4 separate regions of the Zea mays genome follow, and all the other regions are linked to region 3. Evidence: chromatin contacts called from public Hi-C data. All regions are on one chromosome and are shown on one strand. The core of a region is the stretch at or near the end of the contact, and the rest is flanking DNA. Distances in the headings are between cores, read along the strand shown.

Region 1 (4,923 bases), core at 33-2,532, 160 kb after region 3:
CTCTACCAAGGAAGCGAGGTAGGGTAACACTATGAGGCCTTTACAAAGTTCCACTAGCTTCAGAAAACCTGCTACAGTTTCTAGGGAATGCAGCATAGGAATCCCCCGTCTGAAAAGCTATCGCAGCAAAATCAACCCGAGAACCTCCCTATACCAACCACTCCCCTATTGCCATTGCCCCTTTCGGGTAAGGTAGTCCTCCACTAGCTTTCCTAATTAGTCAGCCAAGGGCGTCCCATACCACCCTTGTGGTAGCACTGTTTTCCCGGGTGGTTCTCTATGTTCCAATTAACATAACGATCTTGTCATGAATAGTAAATAACTCATTTATAATTAAAGCATGATCATGAATAATGTATATCTTAACACCCAAAACCACATAAAGCAATAGCAGGTACTACCCAAAAGTTCAGTGGTAAACAAGGTATAAAGATAGCCAAACTGGGGTGACATATTGGGTCCCATCAGAATTAACATATACAGATCATAATGATTAATAGGAACATTATTGGGTAAATAGAAGTGATCAAGGGCACAACTTGCCTTCAATGAGCTCCTGCTCAGTATTTTCCACCTGCTGAACACCTGGGTCCTCAGTTTCCTGCCCGTATACTCGCAACAATACAAACAAACATGGTACAAGAGAAATTAACATCACACCAAATCTCAGAACAGAATGCATTATAATATTCTACGCATCGTAACGAGATCGTAGGTTTGAGAATCACTAAATTCGGAGTTACGGTTAAAGAGTTATGATTTTCTGAAGTTTTTGTGCTTAGTATAAAATAAATTAAGTGGATAATTTTAACCTATGTTTCATGATAAAACAGAGTTACCACGTGATAGACCATATTAATACAAAGTTAATGCAACTAGAATGGATCAAAAAGGAGTTAAAATGAATTTACTATGATTTAAACAAGTTTCTAGGACTATTTTCATACTAAAAATATTTTCTGTATGAATTTATCCTATTTTATCTATTTCTGGATTGTGGGTGAAAATTCCAGCAAGTTTGGGGTCAAAAGTATAATTTTCGGGACCTATTTGTGATGATCATACCACTGCCTAGGAGTGCGGGTTGATTCAGGTAAAATCCGAGGACCTATGTGTAAAACGGGCCTAATGAAGGGGTATCGTGGCACACGAGCCGTTGGATCGGCGTAGATGGCCCAGATTAAATCGCGTATTCCATGAACTCACCAGCACACTGGGCTGAAGGATCGTCAATCGACGACCCGGATTTAATGCACAACAGGCCAGGGGATATCGCATCAGGACCGCCCACGCTGAGATCAACGGTCCACGATCGCACACCCCTCGATCTACTCCTAGGTGCAGGATAGGAATCCTACGGTTAAAATGCTTCACGGTCCCATCTAATCGTGGCCGCAAATCCTGAGATCAACGGCCCTAGGACCGTGTCTCCCCCATCGGCTGCAGGGCCAGCATGGCGGCGACCCAGTAGCCCGCCGGGCGCCATCGCTGGCGCATACAGCCCAACGCCTTGGATTTCCAGACTTCAGGACAGCCTAAGCGAGACAACGTAGAGGGTACGACGAATGCGGCAAGGAGTATCTTACCAGTGACTACGTGATGTGGGATCTAAAACACGGATCCGCCCGGACCGCGGTGAATCACAAGCTCCGACGAGCAATGCCGGCCTCCACACAACACCACAGATCCACAGTGATCCGCGCGCTGATCCCCTCTTCCCCGACGATCACCCAGCCCTGCGCCTGAGCTCTAGACCATGCCTAGGATGCGGACCCGTCGTAGTGCCCTCTTCTTCCCCTTCTCTCTCTCGTCTTACGGCGGTGCTAGGTTTTTAGGGCCTGGGTTGGGTCACACGAGCACCCAGGCCGACTATATATGAGGTAAGCATGGCGGCCGGATAGTGGGGAGGTTGTTGAGCTAACCCGCCGGCACCCAGACTGCTCGCGGCTGTTAGTCAGGCGCGCGGGGGGGAGGGGGGGAGAACCACAGTGGCCGCGCGAGTCCCTGATGGGTGGGTCCCAATCGTCAGCGCTACCACAAATCTGGACTACAGTGGGCGACAAGGGTAGATGTCAGGAGGAGTCTGTCCCACCTACCAATGGCTCAGTGCGCGTCGAGTGAGGCTGGCGCGGCGGGCCCACTTGTCGGCCCCAAACACCGCCAGGCGAGGATCATGCGGACGGGAGGTCTTGGGCCAACAGGCCGATTTCGGCCCAGTGCGGGTGTGAGTGTTTCTTCCTTTTTTTTATTCTTTTAGATTTTAGTTTTCATTTGATCAAATTCAAATTCTATTTTGTTTTGAATTCAAACTTCAGTTATATGCACAATATAAAATCCAGCATGAGATGCATATTTTAGTATTTATTTATTTATTTATTTATTATTTGATTAATATGATTCCATTAATTGAATATGCTCAAATAAAAGAAGAATCAAATAATCTCCAAAGGTTCCAAAATTCTCAAAACACAAACCTATAAATATATTATTTTTCCTCTTATACAAATTTTGGGTTTTACAATCCTACCCCCATAAAAAGAATCTTGACCACGAGATAAAGATGAACTAGGGAAGAGGTGGGGAAAATCTACTCTTATTTCTTCTTCTCTCCCAGGTAGCTTCATCTTCACTATGATGACTCCATTGCACTTTACACATTTTGATCACTTTATTCTTCGTAACACGAGTTAAAGTATCAATGATCTTGATAGGGTACTCAGTATAGTCAGATCATCTTGAACACTCAATTCATCCATAGGCAGTTGCTCTTATGGTACCCTGAGGCACTTCTTCAACTGGGATACACGGAAGACATCATGTACATCCGCTAGATGGTCGGGTAGTTCCAGTTGGTAGGCAACTTCCCCCACCCGCTTTAGGATCATGGAGGTGGATTGTTATATCATGGCCCCTGGGATGGTGATATCCTGGTCCAAGGCTTAATAGAATTAATAGAGTATCCATACAACAAGTTGCATCTTCTTTTTGGAAGCCTATCTCGAAAGAACCTCCAAGTTAAGCGTGCTTGACTTGGAGCAATTTGGGATGGGTGACCGACCGAGAAGTTTTCTCGGGTGCGCATGAGTGAGGACAAAGTGTGCACAAAAGACTCGTGTTGGTCTGCGGGGACGATATATGATCCTAGAGAGCTGCCAGGAGTGAGTATCGCTGGTCCAAGGATTGGACGGGGTGTTACAAGTGGTATTAGAGCCGACCCTCGTGGTTTCACGAGCATGTGTGGGTTAGGGAGTTCGGGTATATGGCGCATGGTGCATGTGGGCCTAGAGTGGTCACATGTGATGGCATATGATGACACTAGACACACAGACATGGCTAAGAGGGGAGGTTCCTGGATTGGGGTTGATCGACGAGGACGTCGATCTTCTAAGGGGGTGGATTGTGATATCCTAACCCTGGGATGGTGATATCCTGGCCCAAGGCTTAATAGAATTAATAGAGTATCCATACCAATAAGGTGCATCTTCTTTTTCGGAAGCCTATCTCGTACGAACCTCCAAGTTAAGCATGCTTGACTTGGAGCAATTCAGGATGGGTGACCGAACGGGAAGTTTTCTCGGGTGCACATGAGTGAGGACAAAGTGTGCATAAAAGACTCGTGTTGGTCTGTGGGGATGATATACTTCGTCAGTGGAGGTAACGACCAAAACTCCAATCATTTCCCCAATGATGATCGACAGTGATGTTTCTTTTGACAAACTTGTATGAGACTTGTGAAGCTTGTATGAAATTTGTTTTTTAGTAAATTCCTGTAAGGTTGCCTCTATAGTTGTATATTGATCATAAGGAAAGTATACACACTAACAACGAGAGTAGACGACAATGTTTTACAAATGTTGCATACACAATTTTATATTATCTACTATCTCAAGTTTCATTCTATGACATGTAAGCATCATTTCTTTCAGAAACATGTCCCTGCACACCGTCACCGTGGGAGGAGAGTTGTCAAAGATCCAACTGTTTCAGCATTTCCAAATACACCACAACATGAGTATTATGGCTTCCGTTCTCCATGGTTTTATAAATTGAAGACAAACTCATTGTATCGCCAATTGCACATTTGAGGTGTTCGGTGCCGTAATTCCATGCAGCTGCCAACATCTTTGAGCAAAGTTACACTTCAAGAAAAGATGGGGGTAGTTTCTTCCCTCTATAGTATGCAATTTTCACAGGTGTATGAATCCATAGGTATGTTTCTCTTCCTCAGCATTGATCTGGTGTTCAATCTATCCATTAAGAATAGCCAAAAGAACACCTTATGCTTTGGTTGGCATTTTGATTTCCATAACCATCTAAACACCGGGTGGACAAAGTCTTCACCAGCTATATGCTTATACACTTTCTGTGATGAATATTCTTGAGCTCCCCAAATATATGTCCATTTGTCGCATTGAACACTATATTGTTGTTCTTGAAGTGATGTTAGAAGTAGTTGATATTGTTGGAATGCCTCCACAGACATGGGTATGTGGAACATTTCTTCAAGTTGTCCCATTTATTTTGCTTGACCCAAGGTAATCTATTTGTTGATGGCATATGACAGTAGTTCTAGAAATGCAGCAGAGTGTACCTTATTGTTCCAACGATCGTGCCAAAGCTGAAGGGAACACCCGTCTCCAATGTTTACCTATGCAATTTCTTTATAAGATTGTAAATGCATGAGAATGTCTTTCCACCAGAAAGACCCAACTTTTTTATTCGACGGTACCGATCCATCTGTATAATGATTATCCCAGAAGATAGAAACCTAGGGTATGCCAAATCTATTAAAGAACTTGTGAAGGATTTTCATAAGCAGCTTTTTGTTCTGAGATGTTAAGCTCAGGACTCCCAAACCACCACATCTTTTAGGTTTGCATGCTAATCCCCACGCTGCTTACAGGGGCTTTTTCGCGTTGATGT
Region 2 (4,794 bases), core at 559-3,058, 140 kb after region 3:
AACTTATCTATGTTGCCTTGGCATTTTCAATATGTCTCTCGTTACATTAGGTATGTTTACAAATGTACCTATGGCTTCTAAGTGATAGGATGCACGATGGTTCTTCGAAGGCTAAGCACTACAAAGCTATAGCTCTAGCAAGAGGTATTTTATGCAGGGTACTGTTCATCTGTTTATATGAGAGACAAACCGACTTTTTGCACAGATTTACAGTAATGCCAATCCATTTTTTTTGCATATGTCGCTTACAAACGGTATTAGGGCAGTAATGTACTTTCTTCATTCTTGACTCCACGAGTTCCGGCCTTCATCAACCAGCTATCTTCTTCTTTCGACTTGTGGCCGAAGTCACTGCCTTCTGCCATTATCTCTGTTGCTTGCGTATGGACGAAACACTTTTGTACGCTGCTTTTGTCGAAGTCTAGATTCGTCCGGCTGTGAGGACATTCCTGAAATACATTTGTTAACGACGAAGCCAAATGTTAGGCAAGTGATCTTCCGATCTTCGACATACAAGGCCCCCAACAATGAATATAAGTATTAATGTTTTCTATAACTTTTATAAAGAGATAAAAATTATTTGAACATAAAAGAACCATTAAAACGTTAATTTTTTAATCTGTGCCTACTTAATGCCGTGTCAGCCTAAGCACATCTCATCTAGTCATAATGTGTCATGCTGCCTATGGATCCCATCGTTTAAACCGTGTCACTGGGTCTTTTTTTTTTGTGTGCTGGATTATACTTTGAGCTCCTGTTTGTAAACCGTGCCCGGCTTAGCCTCACCTAAAATTTCAGGACTAGATCAAATGAGGTTAGGCCGTTAGGGTGATTAGACGCTGCTGCGGCAGACGAATGTTATGAGCTTTGCAGTTTTTGCATTGCTCAGAATGTGAGCCCGAATCCGGAGGTAGGCATGGGTGCCAAAGCGAATTGTCATGTATACATTCTATCATCTATTTCAGGCTCTAATACGACACGGGTCAGCTCACTGCCAGACGAGACGGCGCGTCGTCGATCTGTAGGTCCGTCAGTTGTCGCCGCAAACGTCGGCTGAAACGTACTGTGTGTGTACTACCTTGAGTCCTTGACCCACCAGCAGACAGTCGACAGACCGGGGGTGCGCGGCTTCCCCGGCCGGTCGGCATGGCACATCGCGCCGTCGCCAATGATGCAGTTGAGTGGAGGGCACATGGTACAAAGTAGCAGGCAGGCCGAGGCCGGTCGGGGCGTCGGGCGGGCCACCGTGGGGTTTGGGAAGCAGGGCAGCTGCTGCTTGCTGCTCGAGGCTTTCCTCCTGGAGTGGAGTATGCATATAAAAAAAAACGCCCAATGAGGAAATGACCTGACGTACGGTCCCGATGCGTGACAGCGCCAGGTTACGCAGCGAGCGGAACCAGACAAGGGCGAGTCGTCACCACCAGCTACTCTGCTCACCAGTCACCAGCGCTCGCTACATCTGAAAGCCAAACTAAAAACTGGCAATCATCAGCCAGCCACTGGTCCTGCCTGCTCCCGGAATCTCTAGCCTAAACTACTCTATTTTTCTCTGCTGGAATCTAATTCGCCAAGTTCCTCGCGCACGAAATGAATGAACGGTGAACCACGCCAGATCCGTTTCGTACCACTGGTGAATAGGACCGTTCCAAATTAAATCGTTGATTGCTCGTAGCAGCCATGAGATTAGACTAGACGAGAGAACGAAACACAGGGAATCCACCACTCATCTCAGTTTCAATTGACTGGATTGCTGCCGTCTCCGGCAGTTATAAAACCGGCAAGCCACGCACGGCACGCCTCCCGGCTCCCGCAGCCAGCCCTACATCCCCCGCTCCGCTCCGCTCCGCAAGCGAGGCGAGGTAGGGATACCGTCGATACGGGCCCACTTCCTCCTCCACCTCCATGTTCCGTCTCGCCCCAACTGCCGACCGCCGCCCTCGCCCCGGCTCCTCCCTTTCCCTCTAGCTAGCACCAATCGTTCATCCAGTCTCACAACCGAGCTCCCCGACCACCAGCACGCCTCGCGCTCGCGCGTCCCTCCCAACAGCGTGCTCCAGTTCCTTCAATGGCATCTCGGGCGCGCCTGCCGGGCACGCCGGCCTCGATCGCCGTCCTCATCCTCTCCTTCTTCCAAGGTACGTATGTGGTGGCTCTGATCCACTTGCCCGCCGTGGACTGACGGGCTGCTTGGGTTTGTGGGTGGGTGGGGGTGGTGGTGGAACCCGGTGCGGCGCGCAGGGTCGGTGTGCGGCACCACGTTCACCTTCAGCAACCGCTGCGGCGACACGGTGTGGCCGGGCCTGCTCGCCGGCTCGGGGACGCCGCCGCTGGAGACCACGGGCTTCGCGCTGGCGCCGGGGCAGTCGCGCGCGCTGTACGCGCCGCAGGGGTGGTCGGGCCGCTTCTGGGGCCGCTCCGGCTGCGACTTCGACGCCGCCTCCGCCAAGGGCTCCTGCGCCACGGGCGACTGCGGCTCCGGCGAGGTCGAGTGCCGCGGCGCGGGGGCGTCCCCGCCCGCCACGCTCGCCGAGTTCACGCTCGACGGCGCCGGCGGCAAGGACTTCTACGACGTCAGCCTCGTCGACGGCTACAACCTGCCCATGCTCGTGCGGGCCACCGCGCCCGAATGCCCCGACACGGGGTGCCTCGTCGACCTCAACGGGCTCTGCCCCGACGAGCTCCGCGCCGCCCACGGCCGCGCCTGCCGCAGCGCCTGCGAGGCGTTCGGCAGCCCCGAGTACTGCTGCAACGGCGCCTACGGCAACCCCAACACCTGCCACCCGTCACAGTACTCCCAGCTCTTCAAGTCGGCGTGCCCCAACTCCTACAGCTACGCCTACGACGACGCCACCTCCACCTTCACCTGCAACCACACCGATTACACCATCACCTTCTGCCCCAAATCCACTCCAACCAGGTCCTTGCCCAAATCAGATCATTCCTTCACTTCCAGTTTCAACTTCAGTTGCAATTTCGAGCTGTAAGGTATTGTTTGATATAGACTTCGTGAGAATGCCGAGGTCTTGATTCGGAATTCTTAGGCTTGGAGAAAAGCAAAGAAGCTTTGATTTGCACTCTTCTCTTTCCCATCTTTTTCCTTGTGTCCCCACTCGGCACCTTGCCACCTTGTGTGCTGTGTGACTAGAAAACCACAACTGCCGAGTTGGGACTGCAAGGAACACATCAGACTGATAGAGGGTTCCACATCCGATGCTTAGATTAACTTTACAAGTTCATGCTTTACAAGATTAAGCAAACCTGGTCTTACGCGAGCAATATTTCTTTTGACATTTTTGCAGCGACAAATCCGAACATTCGTCTCGGAGGCCAAGCCACGAGCAACTGGAAGATTCGGTGTGGCTTGCATCCTTGAAGGCAAGTGACGCCAGTGCTCTGGCAACAACGTCATGGTCGGCGTCCATTGTGCTCCGATCTGCCTTGGCAATTGCAGTGGCGACCTTGCTTGCTGCACAACTTGCACCAGATCATCCTATGGTCAGCTTGCTATGATTCATCATGGTTGCGGTTCTTGATCGGTAGGAGTCATCTAAGTTATTTTCTGACAAGAAGAGGATTAGAGCAGTAGCAGTGATCAGCAATGGGAAGAGAATATTGTGTAGGCTTTTTGTTTGTGGATAGGTGCTAGAGAAGGAATGATGTGTTACAAGTTGGCAACTGGAATTTCATGAACGCATTGCAAGGCGATTCAGGTTGCTCTGTTGTCATCGGCCCCTTTTTCTATTTTTGCAGTAAAGCGCATAAAAAACATCTCGAATGGATACTGTAACCATTTGATGTGCAGAGGTTCACAGAGTAATGTGATTTTGGTTAGAACTCTACACCGCCATGCTTGTGTTGTCACTTTGTTATCTCCTCGAATGTTACATGACTAGTTTTGCATGTTGTGAATGAATGATAAGCGGTAACGATTTACATGAACGCATTGCAAGTTAGGTGCTGTTTGTTCATAAAATGTTACATGACAAGTTAGGTGCTGTTTGTTTGTTCATAAAATGACAAGGAGAAGGAGGAGATTCTCTACGTTGATGAGCCAAAAGGTGACAAGCCCACCGACTCAGGCTCAAACAATAAGAGGAAGGATGGAAAGAAGAAGAGGCGCATCAAGAAGATCATCTACTATGACAGCGATGCTTCCTCTTCCTCACCAAGGGGCGACGACGATGAGGACTCCTCATCGAAAAAGAAAACGGTTAATAAAAACTATTCCTTTAATACTCTCCTATCCCCTACAATTCAAATGCACATTTGTTGTCTATTCCACTTGGAAAACCCCCTCACTTTGATGGAGACGACTATTCTTTTGGAGTCATAAAATGTGCAGTCATTTATTTTCTCTCCATCCTAGTATTTGGGAAATAGTGGAAACTGGAATGCATTTTGATAGTAGTGATAATCACGTACTTATTAATGAGCAAATTCATAAAAATGCCCAAGCTACTACTATTCTGTTAGCATCTCTATCCAGGGATGAATACAACAAAGTGAGCGGCTTGGACAATGCCAAGCAAATATGGGACACCCTCAAGATTTCTCATGAGGGAAATGACACCGCCATGATTATCAAAATGGAGTTGGTGGAAGGCGAACTTGGGAGGTTTGCCATGAAAAGGGGAGAAGAACCAACTAAAACCTACAACAGGCTCAAGACCCTGGTGAACAAGATCCGAAGCTACAGGAGCACAAGATGGACGGATCATGATGTCGTTCAACTCATGCTAAGGTCATTTACCGTTATTGATCCTCATCTTGTAAACTTTATTCGTGAGAATCCTA
Region 3 (5,075 bases), core at 225-2,724:
ATTCCGTGGATCCCATGGGCCTTGGCAGCGGCGCGTTTATTATTATTATTGTTTTTGTTGAGAAAAAAAACGGCGCGTCAGATGACGAGACAGACAGACGTCCCTGTGAGAGGAGAGGAATCAGTACGGCCCAACCCATAATGTAGCTGTTTGGGCCTTGGCGAATTGCAGAGCTGTAAGAGAGAGAGAGAGAGAGAGAGCTGGACGTCCGTTCCAGACTAGCGGCCCAGCATTACCCCATCGGCAGACGGACTCCCAGCCCATCTGTCCCATAGAATCGCACGCACCCAGCCCACGCGAGACTGTGGCCCACCCGGCCGCCGAGTAGACCACACCAGTCGGGCCGGCGCCGCACGCGGCACAAGCACGACATGACGAGTCTAGCAGCGCGGCGCGGGGGCGGAAGACGAGAATTCGGAAAGGCGATGGGATTTGGCGCTGTTTTTGAACGTGCCGTGCGCGGTGCGCCGCGTGCACCCCGATCAGCACGGCGGGGCGTTGTCGACTCCCGTTCGCCGGGCCGCGGCACATAGACGAGGTCCCACGTCCCGTTCCGTTCCGTCCCAGTCCGCAAAATCATCGCGCAGCAGCTGGAGGAATTCCGCGCCGTGCCCGGCGGTCCCACCTGACCTGAGCGCACGGTCGCCGTCTTCCGCGTGGAGCGTGTGCGGTGCTTCTTTTTTGTCCCGGGTTCTGTAGCTGAGCCTGAGAGGCATACGTATACGTACCGGACAAAGCGACAGCTGGTGATGATGGGATGAGATCACGAGGCACAGATAGAGGCTACTCCGTGCAACGGTGCAAGTTGTCGTCGTGGTGGCGCCCATCTTCCACTGTCCACTCCACGAGGCGCATTAACAACACGCTTACCTAGTCAAACACTGGGTAGATGCCCTACCCTGCCCGCATCGCTCGAGAGTCGAGACTCGCTGGCCTGCACGCCCCCGTCCTCGAACCAAACCCGCAACGCTCTGTGTACTCGGTCTGTCCCACGGCTTCCATAGAGACCGCGACGACGTGTCGCAAGAAGCGAGAGCAACCTCAAAAAAAAAAAAGATTTCAAAGCATCTCAACCAGGAGCCATTTTTCCAAAGCATTTCTTCTAGTCATGTTTCATTAAATACAGGGAACAAAAAAAGATTTCAAAAAGATTTGCTTGCCTACGGTCCAATGGGCCCAATTGCGCAGACCATAGATGCCACGAATCGAAACAGCTGCAACAACCCGACCGGAGCCCGACCCGTCCATAAGGGTGTGTTTGGTTTAAGGAATCACTACATCCAAATTGAGGTGATGCATCATGGGTTCATTCCTCAAATTTGGTGAGATGACTCCATTCCTCATATTAGTACTAACTAAATAACTATAAGGAATGAGATGGTGATGGATCAACTCATTCCATTCTACAAACCAAACAAAAATAGTGAGGAGTGAGAAGATGATGGACTAGGTCATTCCTCAAACCAAACACCCTATAACTCCACCGCCTCGCCCATCCGGCCGTCCCAGGCTTCCCCAGCTCAGGAGTCAGGTCCTCACGCCGCGCACGGGCCAGAGACGACGAGAGCGCGCCCATCCGGACCCGGACAGAGCTCGCCTGCGCCTGCGCCTCCACCGATCGGCAAGCGGGAGGGGAGATGAGGGGTTCGTCGCGGAGGCCGGTCGCCGTGGTGATGGCCTGGGTGCGGCGCCAGCCGCCCAAGGTCAAGGCCTTCCTCGCCGTCGTCGCGGGGATGGCTGCGCTCGTCTTCATCCGCTTCATCGTCCACGACCACGACAACCTCTTCGTCGCCGCCGAGGCCGCGCACGCGCTCGGGATCGCCGTGCTCATCTACAAGCTCACCAAGGAGAAGACCTGCGCCGGTTCGTCCCCCCTCCCCTCCCTTCCTTCTTGAGTACCTTACTGCTGTATAAAATTGCATCCCTCCGCCGCTATCTGCTCGATCCGTTGGGCTCGCTGATCATGGATCCAGATTGCTGGAACATTTGAGTCATGCGCGTGTGTTTTCTTCCCTCGCGTCTATGGCGACCGACTATCCGCTGCTCCTCCGTTCGTACCACTCTCAGTACTGAAGCATGTTCTCGTATTTTGTGTGGTTTTCCGGCCTGATCCGTTCAAGGCAGTAGATAATTTCTCTGCTGTTTCGCTTAGGGTGCATGCATCAGGTCACGCTCGAGGTAATTGTTAATTTCTTAAACTGGATACTGCATGCGACTTGTGTTGTTGTTGGCATTGCAGTTGAAGGAGTTTTGGTATGTGCTTGCTTTCTGTTTCTGGGGACGACGTTTTTCTATGACGGTGTCACTGGGTCAGCGTTCATTGAAAATTGGTGATATAACTGGGTGCGACCAAGAGGAGGATACTGCTTGTGCCTGCTTAATGCAATGGGTTCCTTTGCTTAATGTCAACCATGCTCATCTGTTTAGGGGTTATTTGGTTCTTGGAACCATCTCATTCTAGATGAGGCAATGTCTATCTCGTGTTTTTTTGTGTGTGTGGAATGACCCCACTCCTCATCATCTTACTAATTACGAGGGAGATGAATCAAAGCATTACATCCCACAAACTAAACAAAAAGTTCATGGGTGAGAAGATAAAGGAGCCATTTTCCCAGACCAAATTAGTAGCCGATTCAGGCAACCATACTTTGTTTCCAATCATAAAAATGCAGTAGTATTATTAGATTCGTATGGCTTGCTCTTGTCTGTGCAAATTTGGGAACATGCATCTGCTGGGAGATGCCACCATCATCCCCTGGTGCAGTGGTGCGGAGGTTGTGGTAGCTTTAGTTTCTTTTGGTACCTACATTTGTCTCATTTACGGAATTGTTTCTTTCAGCGTCTTTCCTGATTCAGTTTTTGATGCCTAAATGTTTTATTTATGCAAAATCAAGGATTAATCGAGGTTTGTACATCTAGATATTTTTTGGCATTTAAAAATAGGGTAAAAATAGGGAATGGACAATATTAGTGGTATGATTTATACACATCATCATCATTTTTAATTTACTGTATTACTATGTATATAATGGTGGTCCTGCCATACCAATATGCAAATGGCCTAAGAATCTATCCCTTACATGACTTCTGACATTTATGATTAGACACAAAACTAGATTTGAGAATATGCACTGAACTGGCATATCAATTTATGTTGAAAATTGATCCTAAGATAAGTTTGATATTTTTATTAGTTCTTTTCATGGTTCATGATGTTTGTACAAACTGTGTATCTCTTTCAGGATTGTCACTCAAGTCTCAGGATTTGACTGCATTATTTCTGGCCGTTAGGTTGTATTGTAGTTTTGTTATGGAGTATGACATCCATACAATTCTGGATACAGCTGCACTTGCAGCTACTCTTTTTGTTATTTACATGATTCGGTTCAAACTGAGGTCAACATATATGCTGGACAAAGACAACTTTGCCTTGTACTATGTGGTAAGTACAATTTTTATCTCTTGACTTCAAAGCAATGTGCATCTAGAGTCCTTATACTGTCTTTTACTCTGTACAGTATAACCTATATTGTGAATATGGATTCGGAAGTTATATTTTCAAAATGGCTATATGTTACTACCTCCGTTCTCGAATATTTATCGCCCGCTAGTTCATTTTTGAACTAAATGGTGAAAGATAAAAAAGAACGGAGGGAGTATTTCACACTGCTCTGCTTGACCCAGACTTTTTACCACCAGCAAGAGCATTTCTGGCTGTACACTTTAGTTCCACATGATTACTATTGCTGTTTTGATGATATAACTTGTTGAAAGAATTTTTACCTCAGATCACATATTGCATCTGTGTTGCTAGCTATTTTTTACCATTTTGTCGTTTGCGTTTTCTTTATTCAAAGGAAAATGGCAGTGGAGGGCTTCTGATGTGTTATCTAAATGTCTCCTATGGCCACACTTCGTAACTAATTACATTTCCGTTCCAGATATTGCCTTGTGCTCTGCTAGCGCTACTTGTTCATCCTTCAACATCGCACAACATAGTGAACAGAATCTGCTGGGCCTTCTGTGTTTATTTGGAAGCAGTTTCAGTGCTGCCCCAGTTGCGCCTGATGCAAAATACCAAGGTGAATATCTAAACACGTGTGTGCGTTTGAAACAATATTCAAATACACAATCACTGGATTTATATGATATTGTATTTCTATTGTTTTCTGCAGATTGTTGAGCCGTTCACAGCTCATTATGTGTTTGCACTGGGTGTTGCAAGGTTTCTTAGCTGTGCACATTGGGTCCTTCAGGTTCTTTTTTTTTTGTCTCCCTTCCTGTTTTATTTACCATTAAAAGAACTACCATGCTAGTTCATACTTTCTGGAACAAAGTGTCAATTGGTCATCTGTTTTTGAGGCCCTAATGTTAGTAGAGTATTAAAAAATGTCTTCCCCGTTAGTTAGACTATGGACCAAATCATTGCAAAGGTCTGGACTCCCAAGATATCCTAGTCTGAAAAGAACAGGATGGAAACACAATTATACAAAACAAATTCAGTACATCATAAGGTATAGATGAGTAATGATTAATGAAACAGCAATTTTTTTTTAATTTAGGTGTGATTTTTTTGTTATTGATATCATCGGCTGTGTTTGTGTCCATTGCAAAATGTGCTGGGATGTACTTTACTTTGTTCTACCTCATCCCGTGCTGTATGGTATTTTCTCAGTATCTGCGCTTTCAGCAAAAAAAAAAAACAAATATTTGACTGGTCATTGAGACCTTATTGACTAGTGAAGGCTGAGGAATGCTTGTATTGACATTCCTTATGAATATTTGTGTACAGTATCTCCAGTTTATGGCTGTCTACTAGGAGACTTGTGTCTCGTGGTGTTCATGCATGGAAGCATGGAGATGGAGGAAATATCCTCCTTACCCGTGGGTTTTAGATGAATGGAAGTCTGAATTCGTGCTTTTGCAGAATTCAAGGTTTTTCTAAGTTCAGTCAGTCTGATATCAGTTTTGATTACTCTCGTTTGCAGGTTTTGGATACCCGAGGCCGTTTGTTGACTGCTCTGGGCTATGGTTTGTGGCCTTCAATGGTGCTTCTCTCCGAAATTGTTCAGACA
Region 4 (5,004 bases), core at 448-2,947, 250 kb before region 3:
GAAGAAGCAATGACAAGAGCATCAATCAAGATTACCTAACTGTCAGGTTTTAAACTTTGAATCATGATGAACACAGTTTCCTAGCTAGCTACTCCAAGCTTTATATTTACTTCTAGCAACAACCTGATGGGCTAGCTACTGCGACAGTAAGAACTGATCCGAAAGAAACAGTGATGAATGGTGCTCATCAGTTTATGCATCGATCATTGAGAATGTAAGAGAGAAGAGGGATGGAGGACGGAGACAAATAAAAACTACTAGTAACAATTTGGTGACGATCGATAATCCCTCCAGTAAAGCAAATATTGAAGCAGTGGATGGAAAGATGCATGGCATGTCCAAAGAGAACGAAACCCATCAGCTAGGCTAGCTAGCCGTGTCAATCATGGTGGCCGTTTGATCATCACCTCGGATGGCCGTGGAAGAAATGAGCGGCGCCGTACGGGCCGGGCGTCGGGTACGGGTCCATGACCACAGCCGATGACGAGACGGGCCCCACGACGCTGCCTTCGCCCGCCGCGGCCGTGCTAGGGGAGGACCCCTCGGTGGCGTGGCGGAAGCCGCCGCCCGCAGCGACCGTCGACGGCTCCGGGCCGACGTCGTGCAGGATGCCCTTGAAGACGTGGCCGGCGATGCTGACGCTGGTCTGGTACGCCACCTCGGCGTCGGGCTCGTCGACCGGGCCCAGGCGGACGCAGCGGAACAGCGCCTCCGAGCTCACTTCCCGCGGGAACCGCTCCGCCACCACCGCCATCTGCTGCTGCTCACCTGATCAATCAAGCACGTGGTGTCCATCGATTAGCAAGCTGCTGCTAGTTAGCTAAAAGACGACGAATTGCTTGCCCATTGCTACTGAAGACGTGCAAGTGCAGTTTATAGCTTCTCTATAAAATACGCACCCGAGGAAGTGGTTGTGGCGGTGGTAGAGGAGGGCTGGGCACCGGTAGCGGCGTCACGGTGGCGCTTGGAGGGCTCGGCGGCGCCGGTGGCCTGCTGCTGCTGGCGCTCCCGGCGCTTGGCGGCGGGCACCCAGGTGGACTTGACATGGGTGGGGCAGTCGAAGCCCCGGCTCTTGCAGCAGGTGCGGCAGCGCATGTGGACGCAGTCCTTCTTGGCCTGGTTGCCGCAGTCCTGGCAGCTGATGGTGCCCGCGCCGGCGCCGCTGGCGGAGCCCCTGCCGCCGCGCGAGGAGCCCGCGGCGGGGTCATCGGCGAAGCGGATTATGTTGGGGGCGTAGAAGTGGTGGTGGTGCTCCTGCGCCGGGTGAGGCGGCCATAGCTGGAAGCCGCCGCGCGGCGCGGCGGCGGCCGTGTAGAGGTAGGCGGCGGCCGCGGAGTCGGAGCCGGAGCCGGAGGAAGGGTTCACGTGAGGGTGGTGGTGGTCGCCGCGGCCGTGGCCTCCTCCGCCTAGAGGGAAGCCCGCCATGCGGCCAGATCCATAGGCGGCCGCCCACGCGGGCAGCGGCGGATCGCGCGCCGGGTCGCCCTGCCGTGCTCGGCTACCTGCTAGCTGCTCCCCGCCGCCCGCAGCATGTCCGCGCCGCGTGGCGGTGCGCGCGAATTTTGAGCGGTCTCGCGCGGCCCGGCCGGGCGGCGGCAGCGAGAGGTGCAGCTAGCGGGTATAGCTAGCTGTATCGACCGATCTAAGGTGGCTAGCTAGTGGGCGCGTGCAGGCGTAGTGGGGGTTCCCTAGAATTTTGGCGTGTCTGCGAGTGAGGGGGAGTAGAGAGGAGAGGAGAGGAGAGGAGAGGGAGGGGAAGGATGGAGCGGAAAGGAAGGTAGTAGGAGCTCAAGTGAGGGGAGCTTGCTTTAATTTTGTGTGGTGAGGTACTGAGGTGAGTGATGAAGAGGCCGGGGAGAAAGCGACAGCGGCGGAAGGCCTGCCACGCCGCCAACGATCCTGCACTGCACGCTCCCAAAACACCCCATTTATATAAATATAAAAAATATACTCATTCTCTCTCCTGCTCTCAGCCTCTCTCGTCTGTCAGTAGAACTACGCGTATAAGTACTTTATTATATACACCGTCGTAGTAGTAAGTCTCGTATTTCCTCGTGGGTGACGTCAACTGTAGCTCCCGTGGCGACAGTCTGATATTATGCATGGCCTGGTTTAGAACCTGCCTAGAATTAATAGTTAGCAGCTAAAAAAATATTAGTTAGATTAAGAGATGTTTGAAGACACTAGAATTAGTAGTTAGTCGTTAAAATTAGTTGAGACATCCAAACAACCTAGCAAATAATTCAAATATTAGTTATTTTTAGGCCCTGTTTCAATCTCATGAGATAAAAATTAGCACATATTATCTAAACAAGAGAGCTAACGGTGGTATGATAAAATTTAGCACATTTTATCTCATAAGCTGCCAAAGAGATGCTCTAGTGCTGGAATGTCCTTTTAGTGATCTAGATCTATCTGTCGTGTTATCTTCGTAGCTACTCGTTTATCTTTAGCCGTTGTAAATAAGCTTGCTTAAAAACTGTGGTTTCTTCTGGATTGATGTTAGTGGAATATGATCCTTGCTTATCTAGTATGATAGTATGTAGGGATTAGTTTCACTAGGTGCTCTTTTGTTGATGAGTTGTTACTCATTGTTTCGGTTTGTAATGACTCTTATCCTATTTCTTAATGAAATAGGGGGCTCTTCCCCTTCATCAAAAAAAGCTGCCAAAGAGATGCTAAAAGGAGCTAAACGTGGGTCAGAGAACCCCATTTTCCACCCTACCCTCCAACCTCATTCTCTCTCTCCGCATTAGGGGCATGGGTGTCTTTTATCTCAATGTGCTAAACTTTATTAGAGTAGTCCAACACCCTAAGGAACTAAACTTTAGCACTTCAATTCATATGACTAAAGTTTATCGCGTGAGATTGAAATAGAGCCTCAGTAAATTAGTTAATAGTTAGATAGTTATTTGTTAGCTAATTAATTCCACTAATAATTTTTAGCCATCTAATTATTAATTTTAGTGCAATTTAAATACCCCTAAGCCAGCTAATGAAATGATTGTTAGCCATGTGTTGTAGCTAACAATTAGATCAACATTAGTTAGTGGCTAGTTATTAGCTTTAGAGAGGTTCCAAACAGGACTTATAAGACAGATATAGATGTTTTTTTTGTGTAGCGCAAACCACTCGAGACCCTCTCGACGAACGAAACATTTGATATGCAGATACGAGAATGGTGGGCGACTATACACATCGTGAACGCGTGATGATTGGCCGCCGCGATGTTCATTCCGGCTGGCCTTTTCAGAGGAATTCCTAACGGTCTGGGCATTATTAAACCCCCTGCCCCTGACGCAGCCAACGCGATGGGTGAGTGCTCTCTCTGCCTCTGACGACCCAACGCCGCCCGCCGCCGCACCGTGCGCAATGGTCTGCGGCTGTGTTTTTATTTATCTCCACGCGGCGCCAGGCAGATTTTACGCTCCGTTTTTTTGGTGGGCAGGGCGAGTTGGGTTTAAAGAAATGGGCGGGACCGAGAGCGGGACAGCAGGCGATCTAGCGGGGATCTGCGTGACGTCGTACTTGACAGGCCCTTGATTCCCGACTCCCCTGCTTGCCTGCCTACCTGCACACCCAAAGCAGGAAGTCGTGCGTCCCGGTTTGTAGGGCGCGCACGCTACTAGGTCATCAACTAACAAAGATAGAGAGACTTAATTATTGTATTATTAGTACATATAAATATATTCGATCATCATCTGTTTGCCGTGACAGATTTTGGTTCAGTTCATCCTCCAAATTAAAGGAGAGGTCTCGGCGCTGTAAATGCAATCGTTTATAGCTAGAGAGAGAAGATTAAAACTATTTTCTTTTGTGGACAGCATATACGGTGGTATTATAGATGCATGCATAGATATTTCTCTAGTAATGCGGCTTTAACATGTATAGGCATGTAGCATGTATCAACAAAATCATTTAGAGTGTGTGTTTGGTTTGAAGAATGAAGTGATTCATCTTCTTCTCATTCCTCACTTTTTTATTTGGTTTGTGGAATAGAATGGGTTGATCCATCACCACCCCATTTTTCATAAGGTAATAATTAGTATATACCTGAGGAGTGGTTTGATTCCACCAAAATTGATGGAATGAACGTATTACGTATAATGTATCACCTCGTGAAGCATAGAGTGACTCCACAAACCAAATAGACCATATTAGATCATGTTTGGAACTACAGAGCTAATAGTTAGCTAACTAACAAATTGTTATATGGTTTATAACAAATTGTTTTTGGAACCTCTACGACCAATTTTAGCACCGCTCTATCAAATTTCGCGGAATTCAAATACATGTATGAGGCCATATATATATATAAACACAGCCATTTGTTGACTTTTGAATTTTAACACGGAGGGTTGGTCAAAAGATATATATAAAAGGTTTATCATACGGGCAATATTTTACTTCGGCTTCGATCTGACATGCTCCCTGAGATCAAACAGAGAGATAGTAGTACCGCGTGTGCCTCGGTTACTGATGATGATTTTTTCTCTCATCGTTTTCTTTACTGCGTGCTGTTTACACTGCCTTGCATAGTTTAATCCATCTCGTGGTGGCCAGATAGTGGATTCTGGGGGCACCGCTAACCAACAACCACGCACAGCAGGCAGATTATTCTTCGATCTACTGCATGCCGCCGAACAAAACTGTTTCTTATTTTTGGCTGCAAGTTTCATACCAGCAATTGTAGGTTTTCCCAAACAGTAGAATTCAACAGTGTAGATTATATTGAACACCAAATTAGGCTGTGGCCGGACCGTCCTCGGTCCGGATGGTCTACGTCAGTAGCGCGGATAGTCCGCGCGCGCATAAAGTCAGTAAGACTTACGAGTTTTTTGCGACGGTTGTTAGCTAAATTCGTGGAATTAACTCGAGAAATTGATTTGTAATGGGTCCAGACTCCCTCTATAATATAGAGGAATATGACCGATTGGAAAAAAACAATCGAACATACAATCAATACAATTCGCATTTTATCTTGTACATTTAGGAGTAGCTCTA

The links. A called contact is a pair of places that touch in the nucleus more often than the background predicts.
Region 1: a contact with region 3 is called in a Hi-C map of bundle sheath, with 2.7 times the contacts expected there. The contact joins the enhancer-like site here to the promoter of LOC100282406 in region 3. A contact is called at or near these places in 2 of 25 Hi-C or Micro-C datasets (bundle sheath and leaf).
Region 2: a Hi-C map of leaf shows a contact between it and region 3, with 4 times the contacts expected there. The contact joins the promoter of LOC100273071 here to the promoter of LOC100282406 in region 3. A contact is called at or near these places in 2 of 25 Hi-C or Micro-C datasets (bundle sheath and leaf).
Region 4: a contact with region 3 is called in a Hi-C map of leaf, with 5 times the contacts expected there. The contact joins the promoter of LOC100284538 here to the promoter of LOC100282406 in region 3. A contact is called at or near these places in 4 of 25 Hi-C or Micro-C datasets (bundle sheath, ear, leaf and 1 more).

What each region holds. Positions count from the first base shown.
Region 1 is chr4:223,408,324-223,413,246 of Zm-B73-REFERENCE-NAM-5.0, forward strand. No RefSeq gene overlaps it. Among protein-coding and RNA genes, the nearest start is that of LOC100273071, 26 kb to the left of the region's middle. Within about 2 kb of position 1,283, at least 18 of the 20 cell types and tissues checked have an H3K27ac peak or open chromatin away from gene starts, as enhancers often do. A contact at or near this core is called in bundle sheath and leaf, where this site is marked.
Region 2 is chr4:223,383,266-223,388,059 of Zm-B73-REFERENCE-NAM-5.0, forward strand. It overlaps LOC100273071 (putative thaumatin domain family protein), which reads left to right and starts at 1,809. Exons shown (of 2, transcript NM_001147520.1): 1 at 1,809-2,917; 2 at 3,300-3,868. The coding sequence starts at 2,213. The coding sequence ends at 3,383.
Region 3 is chr4:223,247,318-223,252,392 of Zm-B73-REFERENCE-NAM-5.0, forward strand. LOC100282406 (ER lumen protein retaining receptor C28H8.4) reads left to right here and starts at 1,475. Exons shown (of 6, transcript NM_001155317.3): 1 at 1,475-1,863; 2 at 3,243-3,442; 3 at 3,942-4,082; 4 at 4,176-4,256; 5 at 4,989-5,075. The coding sequence starts at 1,638.
Region 4 is chr4:223,000,906-223,005,909 of Zm-B73-REFERENCE-NAM-5.0, forward strand. LOC100284538 (SHI) reads right to left here and starts at 1,698. Exons shown (of 2, transcript NM_001370656.1): 1 at 900-1,698; 2 at 32-768. The coding sequence starts at 1,425. The coding sequence ends at 404.